Linked DNA regions of Mus musculus: all the other regions are linked to region 2. A link is a contact called in public Hi-C and HiChIP or PLAC-seq data. All regions are on one chromosome and are shown on one strand. Each heading gives the region's core, a stretch centred on a gene start, on an enhancer-like site or on the middle of the called end of the contact. The rest is flanking DNA. Distances are from core to core; before and after follow the strand shown.

What was found. A called contact is a pair of places that touch in the nucleus more often than the background predicts. HiChIP or PLAC-seq counts read pairs in DNA pulled down with a chosen protein or histone mark.
Region 1: a Hi-C map of the HPC-7 cell line shows a contact between it and region 2, with 1.6 times the contacts expected there. The contact joins the enhancer-like site here to the promoter of Ltv1 in region 2. A contact is called at or near these places in 6 of 39 promoter capture datasets (the 3T3-L1 cell line, 3T3-L1-derived adipocytes, the HPC-7 cell line and 3 more), 2 of 484 Hi-C or Micro-C datasets (the HPC-7 cell line and uterus), 2 of 115 datasets of contacts at active chromatin or transcription factors (bone marrow-derived macrophages and craniofacial prominence) and 3 of 9 other capture datasets (adipose tissue, liver and macrophages).
Region 3: an H3K4me3 HiChIP or PLAC-seq map of bone marrow-derived macrophages shows a contact between it and region 2, with 2.6 times the contacts expected there. The contact joins the enhancer-like site here to the promoter of Ltv1 in region 2. A contact is called at or near these places in 6 of 39 promoter capture datasets (cranial neural crest, embryonic stem cells, macrophages and 3 more), 2 of 484 Hi-C or Micro-C datasets (bone marrow-derived macrophages and neural stem cells), 2 of 115 datasets of contacts at active chromatin or transcription factors (bone marrow-derived macrophages and craniofacial prominence) and 3 of 9 other capture datasets (adipose tissue, embryonic stem cells and macrophages).

What each region holds. Positions count from the first base shown.
Region 1 is chr10:13,376,688-13,379,459 of GRCm38.p6, reverse strand. The region is part of intron 1 of Phactr2 (phosphatase and actin regulator 2); the gene reads left to right. Among named protein-coding and RNA genes, the nearest start is that of Phactr2, 96 kb to the left of the region's middle. Within about 2 kb of position 1,294, at least 20 of the 459 cell types and tissues checked have an H3K27ac peak or open chromatin away from gene starts, as enhancers often do. A contact at or near this core is called in the HPC-7 cell line, where this site is marked.
Region 2 is chr10:13,191,740-13,194,453 of GRCm38.p6, reverse strand. Ltv1 (LTV1 ribosome biogenesis factor) reads left to right here and starts at 1,317. Exons shown (of 11, transcript NM_181470.4): 1 at 1,317-1,426; 2 at 2,215-2,346. The coding sequence starts at 1,424.
Region 3 is chr10:13,409,582-13,412,326 of GRCm38.p6, reverse strand. The region is part of intron 1 of Phactr2 (phosphatase and actin regulator 2); the gene reads left to right. Among named protein-coding and RNA genes, the nearest start is that of Phactr2, 63 kb to the left of the region's middle. Within about 2 kb of position 1,431, at least 3 of the 459 cell types and tissues checked have an H3K27ac peak or open chromatin away from gene starts, as enhancers often do. A contact at or near this core is called in bone marrow-derived macrophages, where this site is marked.

The sequences.
Region 1 (2,772 bases), core at 45-2,544, 190 kb before region 2:
AAGGGGCCCAGATGAAGCTGAGCCACTTGAGGATGCTTACAAAGAGTCCGGAAGTGAGGCATCTGTTCCATCAGTTCTCAGGAGCCTTTGAAAGGTTTTAGGTAAAGAGGTGATGTGATTGTACCTGATGAACTCAAGACATGTCAATATTTGGAAGGGCAGGAAGGGAAGCTCCTGAGATGAAATCCACACAACCAGTTCTTAAAAGCAGGCATTACAGAAGGAGCAGGAGGGAGAAGGGGAGGGGAAAAGAGGAGGGGGAGGGAGAGGGAGAGGTAGAGAGAGAGGAAGAGGAGAAGGGAGAGGGAGAGGAAATTTACTATCAGTTCAACCCCACAGTCCTGCTTTTAACATCTTTCCTCCCAACCCCAGCCTCCCCTGGGTGTTTCTTAAAGTGTGTGGAGTTTGACAGTGCAGACTATTCAGAACCTTCTTCCAAATGGACAGCAAAGTCTTAAGGGTAGATGTCATCCCTTAGACATCTTTTGTGTCTTTCAGAGTTGAGGGGTTTGTTCTAAACTCTGGACATCTGTGAGAAACACTTGGTACGTGCTGTCAGAAGTGCCAGCCCCTGTGTTCCACAATGGACAAATGCTGGAAGATTCTGGGGGGACAGGGTGTAAAATGTTGGGTTTTGTAGATAGTCTACCCATACTAATCTGATAGAGTGACCCATGTGAGAACCATCATGGGAGTATCTCCTCCCTCCCTCCCTCCCTCCTCCTCCCCCCTCCGCCATCCTCCTCCTTCCTCCCTCCTCCTCTCTCCCCGCCATACTCCCTACTCCAAGCCTCCCTTCCCTCTCTCTCCATTTCTTCCTCCTTCCCTCTCTCTCTGTCTCCCTCCCTCCCCCCACCTCCCTTTCTCCCTCCCTTTCTCCCTCCCTTTCTTCCTCCCTCCCTCCCCCACTCCCTCCCTCCCTCTCTCCCTTTCTCCTCCTCCCTCTCTCCATCTTCCTCCTGGCTTCCCTCTCTCCCAGCTTGTTTTCTGTGTTTCTCTCCTCACCAATAAAAGACAGTCTACCTGAGAATTTGTGCTTAGGACTTAACCCACTTCCATGAAAAGTGGGTTCAAGGAAATGGCTAAGGTAGAATAATTGTTTCTTGGTGACATAACAGACCTGAGGAAAGAGGGGTGATATAAAAAGCCTATGTCACCAGCTTCCTATATGTCTCCCCTTGTGTGTCTCTCAGGAAGTCTTAAATGTTAAAAGTAAAGACCACAGTAGAAACTCTATCAGACCTCCCCCGAGATGTGCTTCTATGATTGACTGTTGTTAACTGAGTGAGCTGTTGGCTGTTGGGTAGGTATGGGTTGATTGGCACCAATTAGATACTGATGCTGTACTTCCTCTTTCCTGTATCTATAACCACAGATGTTCTGCTTCTAATTAACAAAGACATAGGATCTGTCCTGCCTTACATGTCTGCTTCTGACACACCCAACACACACCATACAATGCACACATATCCCAGAATAAATTTCAGATCATTTTACCCAATATTATAGTATAGATTCATTTGAAAGCTTACCTTTCTGGTGTGTTGATTAATAAATGATGCTTTTACAACAAACTTAATACATATCTTCCAATGAGAACAATGCAACCAACTAAAATCATCTTTTAGAATTTGACTTAATAATGCCAGACAGTTAAGAACGTGCAGATGGAGAGGGTTTTTGACTCTAAGTGTTTGGAGGGATGAAGCATTCAGCCTGGAGAAGAGTCCTAGGGTTGGGCAGTCAAGGCTGCAATCCAGATCTTGCTTTCATCTTCAAAGTTACACGGGCACAGATGTACCTTATACCCCAACTCTGGATACTACAGTCTTAGCTCTTATTCATTCTGCTGCTGCTTTCTGGAAAAGCATCCTGTGTCACACCCAGATCTGGTATGTCTTCTTCCTATAAACAGTGTGGTTCGCCTGGTGGCCCACACCAGGAACCCCAGAAACCCCAGCAACTTGGGAGGTTAAGGTAGGACAAGGCTAAGTTTGACGCCTGCCTGAACTGCATAGTGGGACCCTGTTTCAAAGTAAGCAAATGATTCACGCTGTGAATGAGTTGATATGTGTCCTTAGCAGGACACATAAAATAACCCGCCTCCAACAATATAGGTATCTCCTGCTTTATGTGTTAAGACACTTGATCATTGCTGATGTGAAAGCACACTGCTACCCCAGAATCATAAAGTTCTTCTGCTGTGTGCAAAAATGTTCTGCCAGGTCCCGCTAGAGGTTTGCATGAAACTGTAAACATGGAGCAACTCCCACAAAACTGTTGCAGTCGAGCGGAACAAGAATTCACCACAAGAACCCTCATTCACTTGATCCACTTCCTATGGAAAAACACTCACTGGCTCTCTTTCCCTTACCGAGGCTTGTGTGAAACTCTATCCACACCGCTTGCTTTTAATTTATCACCTGCTACGTACTGATCTGCATTTCATAGACTTGGGTGTTATTTTCTTAGTAATGGAAATTTGGCAGACATCCATGTCTAAAAGCAGCTTAACATGGGAGCATTTTTAATAAAAGGATAAAGCGGAACGTTACTAACTTTGACCTTTGAGAATGGTCAGCGTGGTATACAGAATGAGAAATCTTGGGTTTCCTGTGTGGCGCTTCAGCCTTCCAACCATCCATCTTGTTTACTTCATGGTCCTCAGAACAGACATGGAGAGTTGGGTGAGCCAACTGAATGGCTTAAACAATAAGCATCTTACAGTGCTCATTAACCTGTGGGTCACTTTTTTGAAATTAAGGAAGTTCA
Region 2 (2,714 bases), core at 68-2,567:
GAAGCCCTGGCTGGCTTCAGTCTTCAGCATCACACACATCGAATACGCCCAACACTAGCGTGATGCAAGTAGGAGGATACGTAGTTCAAGTTGGACAGAAGGCTGGGCTACATGAGACACTGTCTCAAAAAACAAAAACAAAAAACCACCTTGGGTTTTTATTAGTTTTCATCTTAAAAAAATATGCAATCATCAGAGCTTCGGAATTTATTTTATTACATCAAATGCCCCTAAAACCAATAATCTTAGTGTTGTGATCATAAAAAGAGAAAGAGCTATTACGATAAGTTCTGGCGGGGTCTGGGAGAAGGGGGTATAGAGTTTATTCAGGGCATGGAGAGGGGAGTTAAGAAAGTAGACGAGGCAGAGAAAGGCAGAGAGAAGGAGAGAGTAGTGAAGTAGAGGCGGGCCATGACACATGGAGCAAGGGGGGGAGGGAATGGGGAGCAAGAGGGCAAGAGGCAAAAGAAAGGCAAATGAGAGAGGATGGGAGAGGGGGAGACAAGCAGCCCCTTTTATAGGGCCAGGTCTACCTGGCTGTTGCCAGGTAACCGTGGGGCAGCGAATACCTGGCAATTGCCAGGTATCTGTGGGGGTGGAGTCCAGACAGAATACCAACACTTATGGACTGTGCTAAAGGTACGGTTGGGAGTTGTTCATCAAAAAGATGTAATACGAAAACCCTAAAGATGTTAGACTCTGCCTATTGAAGCTAGGCCTTGGTTGGACATTGCTAGGCAACTGATTCCCCTTAGGTCAAGAAGCCAGGGAAGGCCAGGGAGTGGTGGAGCACGCCTTTAATCTCGGGAGGCAGAGGCAGGCGGATTTCTGAGTTTGAGGCCAGCCTGGTCTACAGAGTGAGTTCCAGGACAGCCTAGGGCTACACAGAGAAACCCTGTCTCGAAAAACCAACCAACCAACCAACCAAACAACCAAACAACCAAACAAACAAACAAACATATTAAAAAAAAAAAAAAAGAAGAAGAAGAAGCCAGGGAAGTGACCACTTTCCTGTCATGAACCTGCACAGCCTTGGTCTTGTTTTCGTTTGTTTTTGATTGTTTTTGTTTTGTTTGTTCTGAGTTAAGCACAGGTAAGGAATATCTGAAGCCCCAGGTTGGAACCTGAAACTTGCCCTCAGGTAAGTAGGCTACTCCCTGCCGCCACCAACTCCAGCCAGAAAGCCCCGCCCACTGAAGGTCCTGCTAGCCCCACCTCCCGGAAGTCCCCGGGAAGGTTCTGTCACCGCGGGCTCACGCAACTTCCGGCTACAGCCTAGCGGCTCGCCGGCGATTGGCTCCTTGCCCCGCCATCGTGTGACGTGCTGCCCTAGCCCTGTGGACCCACGTGTGGAGCTGCCGGCAGGTACCGGGGAGCGGCGGTTCGGCTGCCGCGGTTCCGGAGAGGGTGTCCCTGCCTCATCATGGTGAGAAAACCGCGGTGCTCCGGGAGGGAGCCGCTCCCTGCGGCTGACTTAGGCCACTGGCCGCGTGGCTTGGTGCCCCGAGTCCTGTCACTCTCCCGGCACCAGTCACCTTCGTCACCCCCGGGGCACTTCGGAAGGAGAAAGAAGGTTTCCCTTTCGCCAAACGCCCGGAGTTTCCAGTCCTGAAGGCTTTGGGTAACTCCGTCCCTGTGACGCAGAAGCTCCGCCCCCTGCTTCCGGGGTTCACTTGGGCCACTGGGTAGCAACTCTGGTTAGACCCAGAGCTGAAGAGCAAATACGAATGTATCGAGGAGTAAATCATCTGAACCTTAGTTGTCTGTGCCCTAATCTTATTTACTACCTTGTAGATGAAGTGTCTGTCTATATTTTCTTGTGGCAGGCTCCTTGTCTTGTTGATAAAACTTTTCGGGGACCTTCCCAGAGCACCCATTAAGAGAGACTTCAGGCATTTGCTTTTGATTTGAAAATCCTGTTTGATTTTCCCTCTTACTGATTTACTTGCTAAGAGCGGAGAGTTTCTCACACTGCCCCACATATTCCCCAGCACCTTTGAACAAGTGTCTCAGAGTAGGTGCCTAGCCAGGGTTTGTTGGCGAAGGTAAGTATGGATCCTTCAGGAGACAGGGACTCCTGTCCTGTCTGGCTTAGGTGTACAAATCTGAAATATCTGTTCACCCTCCACATGCTTAACTGAGTGTACCTGTGGCTGTGGCGTTGCCCACTGTGTGGGGGTTCTGTTTTATTGACCTTTCCTGATTATTTTGTAGCCTCACAGAAAGAAAAAGCCCTTTATAGAGAAGAAGAAAGCTGTGTCTTTTCACCTGGTCCACCGGAGCCAGCGAGATCCTTTAGCCGCAGATGAAACTGCACCCCAGAGGGTTCTCTTGCCTACACAAAAGGTAGGTCCTGTTCTGGAGCCACTACGTTTTTAGGTGAATGGTAGTTTTGTAGTCCTGAACATGGAACCCAGGGAACTTAAGCATGCCGGGCATTCTCAGAAGTTGGTCCTCTTAAAAAAATAAAAAAAAGAGCTGTGACTCAGTTTCCAGTTTCTGTGCTGATGTTTGATGTTGTGTATTTATTTTGATTGACAGGCTAAAGCATCTTTGAGATTATTAAATAAAGAGATCTTATAGAATATTAGTCAAGTTCACTAGTTCACAGCCTCCATCTGCACAGTATTATTTAGGCTATGGCGGTATGCTCAGTCTCTGCTTTCTCTTGGGATTCCCCCATATTACAGTAGTCTTCCATTTGCCCCCTCGTC
Region 3 (2,745 bases), core at 182-2,681, 220 kb before region 2:
GGTTTTGTTCTCATTAACCAGGTCAGAATTGCTGGCTGCTGTCTTGGTGCCGGTGGAGTGAGTCAGGTCTGTGGGGATGCCTGACATCACAGGACCCTCTCCTTCTCATCAGCTTGTTTTAGCACAGCTTCTTTGTATAAACACATCAGCGGAGGGCAGAAGTTCCAAAACGAAAGATGGTTGTGTAATGACTTATTATGAATAACACAACTTCCTAAAGCCAACCTTTTCCAGTTACATCTTCAAATCGTGTTTTTGAAGCAAGATAATTTTAGACTCTTTATAGTAAGAGCGTATTTAGAAAACTTCCCAGGGTGTGACACATTAGACTCAACATATAGCTGGACAAGGAACAAGGGTCTTTATTAAGAAGATCGGTTAGATGATGGTCACTACAATATGTATGAACTAAGGTAAGTGTGACAGTGGAGTGCTAAAAGCTAACTAGGTAGAGGGAGAAATGAGGGTGGCAGGCCTTAGGTGTCCTGGTGTGATGCTAAGGTGACGTCAGTTCCAGGCATATAGCTGAAATACAGGCCCATGGGCCACATTTAGTTGGCTCTGACGAGAAGGCCAGGGACATATCCACAGTCATGAGCACTCAGTAGAGCTGCCTGGGTTGGTAGCTTAATTATTTAAATGTTTCCAGACTCAAATGACTGATGAGCCAACATATTTTTAATTCAGACTTTCAGAGTACACTCTGTAAGACGAGACTTGATACATTCACGATAAAAAGGCTTCCTAGCTATGCCCTGGCCCTTATTTTGATACCCTCCCACATTTTATGTTACAGATGGCCATATGCACCCCAATGAGAAGGAAAGAGAGCCCTGAAATGAATTCTAGAGCACATTGGAACCTTTTCAATAATGAAGACTAGAGGTGTTTTTGTTGTTATTGATCTCAAAGAAGAGAAAGAATGCTCTTAGAACAAAGGAATAGAGCAAAACCGGAATGTTCTACTTAATTTAGCCACCCCAAGATAAACACACAGGGTGAATCATTCGATATTGGTGGTACTGTTTTAGTATTTATTCTGCAGCCTTTTCCCTTCTCCCTTCCAGTCCACTGAGTGGGTGGCTGAGAGGCAGATTCACTCAGGGAAGAGTTTGTTCCTGTTAAGATTCCTGAGTTTTCCTATGGCTTAGACTATTTCTAATCATAATCAGTATCAACTGGGGGGCTTTCCAAATAGGGCTTCCAAGAATAAAAGAATATCTGAAATGTATTCAGTTCGTAGAGATGCCTCAGTGTTAAGCACATCTCTAACCGACAACCTAATCAACTGGCTCAGATGAATTACAGAGGCCTTCTTAAATATATACATCTAGGGTCATTGAACCTTGGTATTTGGCCCTTTAAGACAGGCTATGGAAATGCTTTCCTTGCCTGAGGAAGCCAGAACTATGAGTCATTTTCCTTTACATTTCTCGTGATATAGTATATTTCATGACCATGTCCCCTTTTCTTTCTTGGTCATCCTTTCCTGGGATCATTTCTTGGTAGTTATTTGTGTTGCTGAGACTGTCCTTTGCCTGAGCTGTACCAGGAAAAACTCTTTTACTTGTTTGTGTCCATAAGTTTAAACAAAACCATCAATGATACATGCTTTTTTAAAAAATTGTTTTCTTTATATTTATTTTATGTGCATTAGTGTTTTACCTGCACATATGTCTGTGTGAGGGTGTTGGATTCCCTGGAACTGGAGTTACAGACAGTTGGGAGCTGCTATGTGGGTACTGGGAATTGAACCAATGTCCTCTAGAAGAGCAGTCAGTACTCTTAACCACTGAGTCATCTCTCCAGCCCTGTCATGTTTGACACGCAATGTTCCTAAGAGGCTAATGTATCGGGCAGTGAGGGGGATGTTTCAGGAATACCAGATGCCCCAATCAAAATCACAGCATCCTGATTGCAGGGCTGTGGTTAAGGCAAAGTGTCTACCTGTAAATCCCATGAACTCAGTAGGCTGACCCACACTCCTGACCTCGCTGTCTTGTAACTGGTGTCAACAAGTCTCTACCTGTCAACACAGCTTCCCTTTCTCCCTGCCTGGGTTTTCTCCCAGGGTGCATGACAAGCCCACACCATTCCTTGTGACATTCTGGGTCTTCTTTCTCCTCCTGGCATGTAGCCTACATATGTCCAAGTCATCTGTCTCCATAGCACAGGAGATCATTTTTTTCTCGTTATAGAAGAGGGACAGGAATTCTTTCCAGGGACAAAGTTGCTTACCCTAGCCACCCAGAAGTCAGAGAAACAAGCCTTCTGTCCTACTGGCTGACTTTTCTTCAAGAGAACATCAGCCACTTTGCAGTGTTAACTCCCACAATTGCTCCAAAACTGGCTTCCCAGTGGGTGGTGAAGACCAGGCAATGGCTAACTGTGACAGCTCCCTTGAGCCACCATCTAGAACATAAAATTCCCACTCTGCCCAATTCTCACGCCAAATGCGGGAGCACTAGGTCCTAACAGGTGGTAAGACTCATGGTATGGTCACAGCTCAGTATTGTCTTTCCCTGGATTCTTGCATTTCTCTTCTGTTATATTTTTATCTTGTGAAGAGCCAGCTATGAAAGGGTTAGAGGGACCTCCCCATCCCCAGCAATACTCTTCTCTTTACATACAGTTGCACTTGAGTTCTTGTTAAACCATTTTTTTTTAATGTTTGGCATAGGCCTAAATCCTGTTGCTGTTAACTGAGGGGGCATACGGAGTCTGTAAAATCCTCCATATCTACTA